Linked DNA regions of Anser cygnoides: region 1 is linked to region 2. The links are chromatin contacts, called in public Hi-C maps. All regions are on one chromosome and are shown on one strand. The core of a region is the stretch at or near the end of the contact, and the rest is flanking DNA. Distances in the headings are between cores, read along the strand shown.

Region 1 (5,872 bases), core at 1,405-3,904, 43 kb after region 2:
AGGGATCCTCAGAGTCGCATATGAAACATTTTTTGTCCTCCTGAAACAACAAGATAACTGGCATTACTGATTTTATCCACGGGCAATAGTTGTTTCCTGCAGATAAGAGTATTTTCCATCCATATCACATTCCTCTGAATTTTGCCTGCAGGAGGCATCGAAGGTGTGGTGTTCGTTTTGTTTTTTTTATAATTGATAAGTGTATTTACCTTTTCGAATTAATGCAAATTGCGCGATGGAAGATATGCCAGGAATTCCATACACTGTGTTTCTATGAGAGCACACTTCCCAGCTGAGCTGCGGGTTCAGGAAATCCCTGCCAGCATGCCGATTCCCCAGCAGAGCTCATAACCAGAGGCAGCATCTCCAGAAAATCCCTGAACCGAAACGTACGCACGCAAAACTGCACCTTCAAAAACTTGAGTGATGTAACCCTGGCTTTTAGGAGCTAGCTTTGAGATGTAAGTTCTCCACGGTAGGGACATCCCCATGGAGTCTCAATGCACGTATAGCCCACCGGTGATTCACTGACCGGGTCTTTTTCCTGTAGGGTTAGCTCTATGCTGAATCCAGCTTTTCAGGCTCCTACCTACACCGCATCCACGCACCTTCAGCTGTGACTGCAATCTCAAGCTAAGCACGCAAACCCAGCCTGCACACCCTACAAGACAGCTGGGTACACGCCTGGCACGTGTTTTTTTGGGAAAATGGACAAGCGCTTCTTCACCAAAAGGACAAAAACCCACCGTGACTTTTGCTATATACACTACTTTTACACAGGGCTGCCAAAACCATGCAAAGCTTGCAAGGTAAGACTCGAGCTGAACCGAAAGGGAGGGTTTCTGCCAGAAATTAACCACGTGTGGCAGTGCAGGGGGGGCAGAGGGGCTCCTAACGCTGCAGGGGCGCCCAGCCCCGGCACAGCAGCAGCCGAGCGCTGTGGGCTCCATCCCTGCAGCGCGGCTGGGGAGACGGACGCGCGGTGCTTTGCCAGCCAGGAACACGTGAGCTGGCAGGTCTGTGCCACGCTGATTTCCCATTTCACTGAGTCCTGCGGGGCTGGGAAGGCGCCCATGCCCTCCCGTCCCCTCTCATCCCATCCCGCAGCATCGGCCCCCTGCAGCCACTCGTCCTTCTCCCACCGAATCGCTGCCCAACACCGAAAGGTCCCGTCCTGCCAAGTGCTCGGCCCCGTGTGATGAAGGGGACGCTCGGCACCTTCCTGCGCCCACAGCCTGGCAGATTTCCTCAGTACCGCCTGCGGTTCGGAACTAAGCGGGGACATATCAGACAAACACCGAAACGGGGCTGCGAGATCGGGAACGAGGGCGCGTTAAAACCATCTGAGGCGGCGCTTTTAACATAAACCACCTGGGAACTTCAGCATTTTCTGGGACAATGAAACTAACAAGGCGCCTTTGTTACTTCTTTGTGGGAGAGATGCACAGAAACCAACCCCAACGTGTGCCGAAAACGTTGCAGCGAGGCTACCCCCCGTGTTAAACCCACCGTTACCTCCGGCAGACAGAGCAGCGCGGCAACACCGGGCGGCGGGGAGATTTGGAACTTCAGGGCACAAACGGGAGGCGTCCCCCTTCCCGGTGTCAGGATCCGTCCCCATTGTCTCGGCAGCTCCTTCAGCCTGGGGTTATTCCCTCACTTTCCACCTAACCCAGCGGAGATCCCGCTCCCATCCGCCACCCCTCGCGTCTCGCGGACCTTAAATACTCTCCTGTAAACGTCTCTTAAAGGCTGTGCCTTCCACCAGGCGAGCCTATCTGCCTCCTTTTACTCGGAGGCCATACAGATGCAGTTATATGACGAGAACAGCGGCCAAGACGTTATAACCGGCTCCTACCGACCACTTCCAATCAGGAAGCTGTCTAGACGGCTCCGCGTTAAGGCTGTAAAAAAAACCCCCGAGCATTAATTGCACTCACCCCCGGTGTTAATTGCACTTACCCCGAGCGTTAACAGGACTTACCCCGGCTCTTCGTTCCCGTTAAGCCCCGGGGGGGGCTCCCCCAAACGCGGCACCGGCCCCGCCGCGTCCCCCCCGTCGGGGCTCGGCTGGCTCCTGGGGGGGGGAGCTCGGTGCCCCCGGCCCCCCCGACGCCCCCCCCCCGCCGTCGGGGGGCTCACCTGGAGGTGGCTGACGATGCAGTAGGGCTCGGGCTGGCGGAGGCCACACGTGGAGGAGGCGGAGAGGCGGGCGGCGCGGCCGATGAGGAGGTCGCCGGTGGCGGGGTAGCAGCTGCCCTCGGCGCAGCCGGAGCTGTACTCGGGCTCCTGAGCCGCCGCGACCCACAGCGCTGCGGGGCCGGGGTCGGGGGGACACGGAGAGAGGGGAGAGAAGAAGAAGAAGAAGAAGGGGGGACACGAGGTGAGGCCGGGCCCGCAGCCCCCTGCCCCGACGGCGGTGGGAGCGGGGCCGGGCGGCGGTTACCGAGGTAGAGCGGGAGGAGCGCCATGGCGGGCACCGACGGCACCGGGACGGGACGGGACGGGACGGGACGGGACGGGACGGGACCCCCGCTCCGGAAGCTCCCCCGCCGCCGCTTGGCTCCACGCAGGCGCCGCAGCTTCCCCGCGGCTCCCCGGGAGCGGCTCCGAGCCGCCGGGCGGCCCCCCCCGGCCCTCCCCCTCGTCCCCTCCCCGCCGAGCTCCCGGCCCGACGGCGGGGCGGGCCCGGCCCGGCCCCTTCCCTCCTTCCCTTCCCTTCCCCTCTTCCCGCTGCTGCCCGGGCCGTGGGGAAGGGGCTGTGGGGAAGGGGGGAGCCCGGGGGGAGAGGCTGGGGCGAGGGGGAACGACCTGAGGGGGGAGAGGAGGGGACCCCCCCCGACCCCCCGGGGGAGCGGGCACCACCGACGGGGCCACCAGAAAGCGCTCGCTGTGGGACTGGGGGTGCTTGGCCACATTCTGCCTCCTGCCCGGGCCCCCAGCCGGGCTGGGGGGGCTCAGCACCCCGCAGGGAGCCCCCACCGCTGCTGGGGGTGGATGGAGGGGGCCACCCTGCGTGGCGAGGCCGCTGGCGCGGTGAAGGGCCACAGCCACCGCGTGCAATGCTCGATGGCCACCGAGCAGCCCGAGGGGCCACCAGCCCGTTTGCCATCAGGTTGAGGCCACCGAGCAGCCCGAGGGGCCACCAGCCCGTTTGCCATTAGGTCGAGGCAGTGCTGGGATGGAGATGGCGGGGCGAGCGGGGCAGTTTGTTGTTTCAGGGGGATCTCGTCCGCCTGCCTGTCCATCTGCGTTTGCCCTCCTGCTGCTCTCAGGAAACGGTGAAGCCGGCGTGGAGGTTGGAAATGGAGGTCTCCGGAGCACAGCCCTGGCTTGGCACACACTGAAATGGGCGCCCACGTTCACACGTGTGAGCTTTGCTAGTGCGCGCGTAGTGCGTGAGCTGGCGTGTAAACCTTCACCAGGTACCGGAGTGCCTCGGGAACACTTTGCCCTCGCTGTTTGCAGTCCCTGAATGGAAACACGCGGCGGGCTGTGTGTCCCACAAAACCCTGCCGGGTAGGTAAATATGCTCGCTCTCGTTTTACAGATGGATAAGCAGAAACAGAGAGATACCGAGCGACTTGCCCTAAAGGTTAAACACCACGTCCGAAACATAACCCAGGGCCCTCGACTGAAGAAGCGGTGGCTGTGTTTCATTAAAGATACCCAGGAAATTAAACCATTCTAGCTGGCAGGGCAGGTATTGTTATTCTAAACCTCTTTTGCAACGTGGTCTTTTGAATTCACGAAACTCATAGAATTTCACAATCCTGTCGTGTAAATCACAGCATGGCTTTGCATTTAAGTATCAATCCAACAAATATGTTTATCCTACTCAGAAAAAATGTTTTACTCTGCTGTGGTTGGCGAGCTGTACCAGTAAACGGCAGAAAGGCAGCGGTGCTCTGCAGCATCCTCCCTGTGCATGTGCAACAGCAGCGTGTTTCACTTCCACTGGGTTCTTTTCTGTCCCATATTTTTTCAATTTTTTTATTGAAATATTCTCCTCCTTTTTCTGTTTCTTAGTCTTGCAGAACTGCTGTCCTCCCCTTAATCTAAATGGGCTAAGCTTGCTCTGTGGAGCACTTCATGCTGTGGTCAGGCTGCTGGCACTGCTGGTGTTGTGTTTCTGTGTGGCTGGAAGTTTCCTCCAAGAACCACGTTCGGAGTTGTCTCTGACCTCAGTGGGACCCGATTTATCGCCTGTTCTCTTGTACTACCGCAGTGGTTGAACACCCAGCAATCAGAGCTGGCGAAACCACATTTGATTAAATGTCTGTGATTGCATGTGGCATTGGTTAAATGTTGTTTGTATTGTGTTTGATATCATCGAAGTCAAAATGCTGTATAAGAAGATACCTATTTCATTATTTTTTTTTCAATAAACATTTTTCGGAAGCCACTTCTATCCGCAAGAAAGAGAACTGGAAGGAAGAGCTACAAACAGGTGGTTTTGAACCAGATCAAGCATTTTCACAGAGATTGACTTTTCAAAAATACTTTAAAAGGTTTTGTGCCGCTTCCAGCAGGGAATGCTACCCAGTTTTAAACCTCAGCAGTTGTCACAAATGGACCTGGGGGCCTGTGGCTACCTGTCCCACTTGGTTGGTGTGCTCTGAGCACACAACTGGGACTCTGTGCAGGCTTTCTTCTTCCCATTCCTGCTTTTCTCCCAGCAATTTCTGTTCCTCCCATGGATACATTTCCTCTCCAGGCCTGTTTTACTGCCTTGTGTTCAAGGACATTTCATCCTGGCAGCCATGTGGCAACTACCTCGCTGAGCAGCCCAGGCAGCAGTGGCATTTTAAGATGAAATTTGTCAGGTTTCTGCTTGTGAATTCAGATTTTTAAAGCCGTGAATGAAGCACTTTTGTTTTATACACAATTGAAATTTTAATGTGAGAGCTCCGGCTTGCCTTGCTCAGGTGCAGTGTAGCAGCCACATTTAAACCTGCAGGAAATCCGAGCTCCTTCCCTGGCATTACCTGGAGACCTTCACGTGAGCAGCTAGCTGAGCTGTGCCCTCTGGCTGTTAGAGGTGCTCAGTTTAATCATGGCAAAGTCAATCTGTCATACGCTCGTCTGATTACAGCCTAGTGACTTGCGAAGAAACCTTGCACCTCACAGGTGGATTTTTTTTTAAGTGCTAAAATTCAGAAAAAAAGCTAAATTCTGCACACACCTGCATTGAAGTGCCATCGCTGGATTATATCAAGGTTTTGATTTGGCAGCAAAGTTTTTGATTTTCACAGCAGGAGCTGCTACACGGGTAATCACGTGGCAAGCACGCACTGCTTGGCGCTCCAGGAACATCCCTGAGATCTCCTCCACGCCGGCAGCTCCCAGCCAAGCCCCCCACCACGTGCAGGCGCTGCTTTGGCTCTCCTAACTGCGGAGGTTTTATCTCCCATGGATCGACACGAGGTTGCCCTCAGGTAAGGCTTGTTCTGGATGTGCTGCTGGCACAGGGCTGCCTCCGGGCTCTCTGGGGCCGGTGTCAAGCAGTCCAGACGGGGACGGGGGACGAGGTGACTCCTTTTTACAGAGGAAAAGCCAGCGTTACTCTGCTCAGCTTCCAGAATACCAAGGGCAGGATTTCGAAATGGAGGCTTTGCTCCCTTCAGCCTTTTTAAAACCCTAGCCCTGCTGTAGTATTTACCTGTCCCCAGTCTCCTTGTTAAATCAAACACAAGTTCTAAAATTTAGGACAAATCCTGTGGTGTTGTGTATGGCTACGAGACACAGCTGTGTGAACCCTGACTCCTGTGCAGCACTGTGTGCGGGCTGCATTGATGAAAATCATGGGCAACCCCTCGCTGAACGTACAAAAAAGAGGTATTGCAGGAGGGGAAGCGAGCATGGAGCTGAT
Region 2 (5,694 bases), core at 646-3,145:
CAGCATACCTGGTGTGTTCTTATTTGAAGTAGTGATAGACTAAAACAGTTGAATGCTGGCACTTAGAATGCTGCTGGCACTTAAAATGCCACTGTCACTTCCGCACAAAAACGTATGTCCTTCTGAAAGGATTAACTTAGTATTTAACCTACTTCTTCTTGCATACAAATACCAAAATTTGTTTTGATCTAGTAATGTTAGGGTGCTGGGAGAAGAGGGGCTTGTATAGATCAATTAAAACTATATTAACTTTTTTAAGAGAAAATCTCCGTGTGTGTGTGATTCTCCACACATCATGTTTTCATATTGAAAACTCATCGGGAAAAATCAAGTGCTGATAGAGAAATGAAAAAATGAAGAAAAATTTCATCTTTCTGCTACTTAATCTTGTTTTTAAAGCTTCCATTGTCCAATTCTCTTCAACCTCAAAATGCTAGAACTGGATAGCAAAGCAGCGCTCACAGTTGAGTGTGATAACATGAGGGTTAATCTTCTGCACCTTCCACACACAAGGGCTGCAGCATCAGCTCTGCACATAGTTGAGACGTACTTTGTTCTCTCCTGTTTTCTGTTTTGTGCTCTCTTTGTGTCTCTGCTGTAGCAAGAGAGCTTAATAAATATTTAACATGGCTGGCTGGAGGGTTATATTGGGTTTTGTTTGTCACAAATAGCATCTTTGGAATATCCCTAATGTGTATAGGGAATGTGCCCAATTCCAGTAGCTCACTTGTTTTGCAAGGTGCCTTTTTTTTGTTATGCTTTTCTGCCTTGAAGAAAATCTTAATGTGTGCTGATATTGTACGTGTCCTTTTCCATTATGCCGTTGGAATGATAAATGAAGAAATGCTTTAAAAAAAAATCTGCAAAAGCTACTTGACTTTATGTATAGACAAGATGGTTATGTCACTTTGCCTTTCTTTAGAGCTTCTAATTCAAGTATTGAATTGCTGTCCGTGCTGAGAGATGGAAGAAGATTCAAAGTCAGGTTGAATAGGGCTTTGAGCAACCAGTCTAAGTGGAAGATGTCCAGCCCTCTGCAGGGACCAGGTGATCTTTAAAGGTCCCTTTCAACCCAAACCATTGTGATTCTATGAAATGTACAGTTTCCTTAAGATATCAATTAATCTATATACACCTGTAATACTATTCTTAATTTTGTTTTTATAACCTCTGTTTGAAAAGTAGATGGGAATCAACCAGGGTCTTTAAGCTCATCACCAGGCTAAGAGATAATGCAGTGTATCCTTGAATTAGTGGAGTAAGTGACTTAATGTGGATCTCCTTTCAGGTGGGTGTTAGTAGGATGTTGCTGAAATAAAGCAAAGGCAAGACAATAGAATGAGGGAGGAAGAACACGATTCTCAAAGATCTAGGCATTTCAGAATCACTTCTCCCTATGGGTAAATTCTATTAAGTGTTCATCTGACACTTTGCAAGTTCTAGATAGAAGCCCTGCTCTCTAAGAAATACTTTTGTGTCCACTCCTCCCCTCCCCTCATAATTGTGGCAGTTTTTGACAGTCTTGCTGTGGTTCAGCCTTGGGATTCATCAGTTACAAATTCTCATATGTCATCTTGTTCTTGTTAAATTTTTGGAGTTTGAAACGCTTTGAAGACTGCTACTAAAATTGTACCAGAGATTTGTCTCCCAGACACTTGAAAATAAAAATCAAGGCCTGGGATTGTTATGGTATTGTTACTTCCCAGTATCATTTCTGCTCTAGGTAAATATACGAAGAGTGCTTGTAGAGGTAGGAATAAGCCTGAATGTTACAAAGTTTGCAGATTTTATTTTTAACAGCTGTTAAATGATGCTGCTGTGGTAAGCAATTCCTGTTCTGGATTTTTTTGTTCTAGTGTTTGTAATGTGTGAAGGCTGGATGATGATTTACGTGTGCTGCTCTTCAGTTTCCATAGGTGGCGCTATAATTCAGCTGTAGTTGCCCTGACCAGCTTCTGCTCACAGTCAAGGTGAGGTAAATTGTTGATCAAAGAATACATCCAAATATGTTTCTCAGGTCAGAGTTAGCAGTCAGGATATGTAAATGCCTGTTGCAGATGAGGATGCTAACTTGCACATAAGTTAGTTAATACTACAGACCAATTACTACAATTACTGTGTGGTTGGCTGAAGGTGCGCTGTTCTATAGTAACTTTGAACTTAAGTACACAGTTTATATGAACTGGATATCACTCTTGCACTTCAAAAAAAAAAAGTCTTATTTGTGTTTTGTTAAGTACAAGCTGCTCTTAGGGAGCTTCAGTGTGCTGCTTTAAGAGTCTGTACAACTCCTTAACTGCTTCACATTAAGTGCCCTATGAACTTGGTAGCTTTCTTCTAGAGAGTCTTGATCCTCCAACGATGGTTTATCACATGTGGTTTGCAGAACCCCTTCAGTGCTGACCTCTCAAAAAGTATTTCAGTGAAGTTAAACTTGTTTTAAGCCTAAATGGGTATCATGCAGAGGTTAAATATTCTTTGTGCAGTAAGTAGTAGGGTGCAAATGCTAGCTAACCACACAGATGGTATTTCTTCTTTCACTACTAACTGTTCTGAGTTATCATGCTGTATTTCACAGTAACTGGAACCCCTATTTAGAATTATGCAGTTGGAACCCCTATTTTATTAGATCTCTAGCTATTTTAAAAACAAGATTTGCAGAACCTAAAGGATTAATTGATTTACTTTTTCAGCTACTGAAAACAGCAAGGAACTTAATGAGTCATACGAGGTGCATACAGTGATACAAAAGTACTGTTTATTTTCAATGTCAAAAAGTTACTTGTCTTTGGTTCTGTGACTTAAAAGTCAATATAAAACCTGTTCACTTTATCAGGTCTTAGTGTAATGTCAAAAAAAATCTAGTGTAATACTTGTAAAAAAAAAAAAAAAAATGCCCCATCCTGAACATAAGCATTTTCTGCTTCCTTTTATAAGCAAGTGCTATAAACAGCAACTTTCTGGCTGATTGTCTGTAAGAGGGAGCGAACTGTCTCTTCCAGCTCCACCAGCTGCTTGGCTTTGTCTTCGAGAACTTTTTGATTGTTTTCATATGTATTTTCCAAGTCTGTCAGCAAAGGAAAAGGAAAAACAGTGTAATTAGGTATGTTTTAATGCAGTAAAATATAAATCATAGCTGTTACGGATAAACTACCAAGTTTATTTTCTTGTGGAAGAAAATCTGACCAAAAAAAATAGCAAAGGCTGGAATGGCACCTTTTGTTTCCTTAATGTGGGGACATAAAGCAACATGGAAGTAATTTTCTCTAAGTGGAAAAGGTATACTTTGATTCAAGTTGAAAATAACTGCCATTTGTTTGGTGTTTTGTGTTGACCTGAAATGTCGTGATTATGACAAGCCAAAACTATTCAGTGATTCATTGTAATTGTGCTGGAGCAACTAAGGGGAAGAATAGGTTCCTGGACTGGCAAAAACAGGAGGAAAACTCAGCTTCCTCCCTGGCAGTTACGGGCAGGCTGCCCTCTCCCGCTTCAGTCGACTTTACATGGCAATTGTAAATGTTAAATTCATCTGTAAACTGGAACTGCTGTATCCTAACTGCCTTTTGTTTCAACAGCATTCCAGGGTGGGGGTAAGGGGACTACCGTTTGAAGATGGTGTTCTGGGTAGTCTGTCAAGAAATGGGCTGCTTTTAGTGTTGCCAAATGGGCTAGTCCTCATCCTAATCATGGTAGTTACATTTTAATTCCACCCTGTAAGGATTCTTAGAACACTGAGAGGTGCCATACCAAAAGTTTGTGTCTCACTGTAAATTTTAGCTCTTCTTTTTAATGCAAATCTTTGATTCAAGGCTATGTTGTGTCCCTAATAAGGAAATCTGTTCAAACCTCAGCAACAAAGAATTAATTTCCTTTTTCTTTTCCTGCTGCTGCTGAATACTTGGTTTAACAGCACGCTAGTGCTTTGTATTCTGAAGATAACGACTTGCCTGCTCAGAACAGCCTTACCTTTGAGCAGCTGGAGTTTGCTGTTTGCTTGAGCCAACAGGGCTTTAGCTTCATCTTGCAACATGCCAGCTTTCCTCCTAGCGTCGGCCGACTCCTCTGTTTTCTTGGCAATGAGATCTTCCACCGTTTTGTACTTGCTGTTCAGCTCGGTGTTGAGGACCTGTTGTTCCAGATTCAAACACAAGATGGAGCCGCTCAAAAGACAATGCAAGGGGAGTTGCTCAGTGTTCGGGGTAAGGAGAGCACAGGCTGTAAGCTCAGGTAACAAAGGCAGAAACAGGGTCGGGGGTATATCCTGTTTAATACTCGAGGTTTTAAGGGTTGGCACGAAGGCTCAGTTGCCCTCTTGCAGATCTGTGGCAATTCTACACTTTAATACTTGGCAAGGATTTACAGGATTCAGTTACACAGTTGTGTAACTTGTGGAAGCTATGGCCCCTAGCACAGCTGAGACGGTTAAGGAATTGGCTATGCTTCTGGTTGAACGTATGCGTTTAGGGAGGAATAACCTCGCTGCCCTTTCAGTAAGAAGAGGGCAGCTGCCTGGTTCGCGTAGGTGAAGGTGCTGGAGAAGACATCAGGTTGGCTTCTCAGCTGTGCTTTTTTTCTCTGTGAGGTTAAAGGAGTACTGTCACCCACATGAATTCAACTAACAGGCGAGTTAACATTCTGCAGCAGTGCTGGAAGTCTCTTGGGTTTACTTGACAACCACCTGAAATACTATTTAGTGTTTGGAAATAATTGATTTGATGGATAACGTATCCCTGTCTTGGCAGAAGATCTCTCTCTTGAGACTGATGGGCTAATTCCAGCCAAAAGACTGGAGGAATGAAACTTTCTTTGGCGGATTTGTCACATGTTTTGTTAACGAACATTCTTTTGGTGTTACGAAGGTGTAGAGCAGACACTGGGAGTGCCTGCACGTGGTCAGAGTGAGTTTTGTATCTCTGGTACTTAGAAATGAGACTGGTTTTATACTGAGCTAAGGATTTTTTTTTCTTGCCATTTAATTCTGTATATGCCAAACTTTGATTTGTTTGGCCTGACCATCACTGCAGAAACAAAAATAGAGATTAAAAAAAATTAGCCAATGCATTTGTGGCATATGGTGAAGCTGAGGGACAGAACCAAATCTATGAAAGGCTGACAGCGTGACAGCAAGATGTGTTTTCTACAGCTATTCTAGAAACTGATAAATTCCTAATACTTCTCTTTGTATTTGGTAACAACATGAATAAAAGCAGGTATCTCTGGTAAGTGCATTAAACACTACTTTTGTCCTCAGTGCTTGGTCAATAAATGAAATATATTCAGTAATGTTCCCCTAGCCATACCTGGGGTAAGTTTTATTGGCTTTCCTTTAGCATTTTTCCCAACTTTCTCACCTGCTTAACGTCTTCGGCATTTTGTTTTGCAGTGCCAGCTTTTTCTTCTATCTTATCCACGTTCTCTGAATTTGTAGCAGCCTTTTGCTTAAGATCTTCAACACTCCTCTCTAGCTCAAACAGACGTAAAGTGGCGTTGTTCAGTGTTTCTTCAGATGCTGCATTTTCAGATTCAATCTAATAAAAGGAGGGACAAAGATATGCTTTCAAAAGTTCCTAAATATAATACAAACTTTCTGAGTAAGCCCCGATCAACTAATTAGGTCATGTCCACAGATCTGATATAAAAAGGTGTTGCAGTTTCATTAAAAATGGACAACTGCAGTCAGGGTGAAAAAAC

The links. Hi-C and Micro-C count contacts between places; a contact is called where the count stands out from the background.
Region 1: a contact with region 2 is called in a Hi-C map of granulosa cells, with 1.8 times the contacts expected there. The contact joins the promoter of LAMB1 here to the enhancer-like site in region 2. A contact is called at or near these places in 4 of 7 Hi-C or Micro-C datasets (fetal liver, granulosa cells and liver).

Annotation. Positions count from the first base shown.
Region 1 is chr1:15,789,554-15,795,425 of Taihu_goose_T2T_genome, forward strand. It overlaps LAMB1 (laminin subunit beta 1), which reads right to left and starts at 2,655. Exons shown (of 33, transcript XM_048068535.2): 1 at 2,447-2,655; 2 at 2,143-2,312; 3 at 1-40. The coding sequence starts at 2,471. LOC106042017 (a long non-coding RNA gene) reads left to right here and starts at 40. Exons shown (of 7, transcript XR_010828393.1): 1 at 40-461; 2 at 551-2,383; 3 at 3,222-3,425; 4 at 3,551-3,703; 5 at 4,030-5,438.
Region 2 is chr1:15,747,391-15,753,084 of Taihu_goose_T2T_genome, forward strand. It overlaps LAMB1 (laminin subunit beta 1), which reads right to left. Exons shown (of 33, transcript XM_048068535.2): 31 at 5,355-5,531; 32 at 3,970-4,129; 33 at 2,737-3,067. The coding sequence ends at 2,931. It overlaps DLD (dihydrolipoamide dehydrogenase), which reads left to right. Exons shown (of 14, transcript XM_048068536.2): 14 at 1-635. Among named protein-coding and RNA genes, the nearest start is that of DLD, 17 kb to the left of the region's middle. Within about 2 kb of position 1,896, at least 1 of the 3 cell types and tissues checked has open chromatin away from gene starts, as enhancers often do.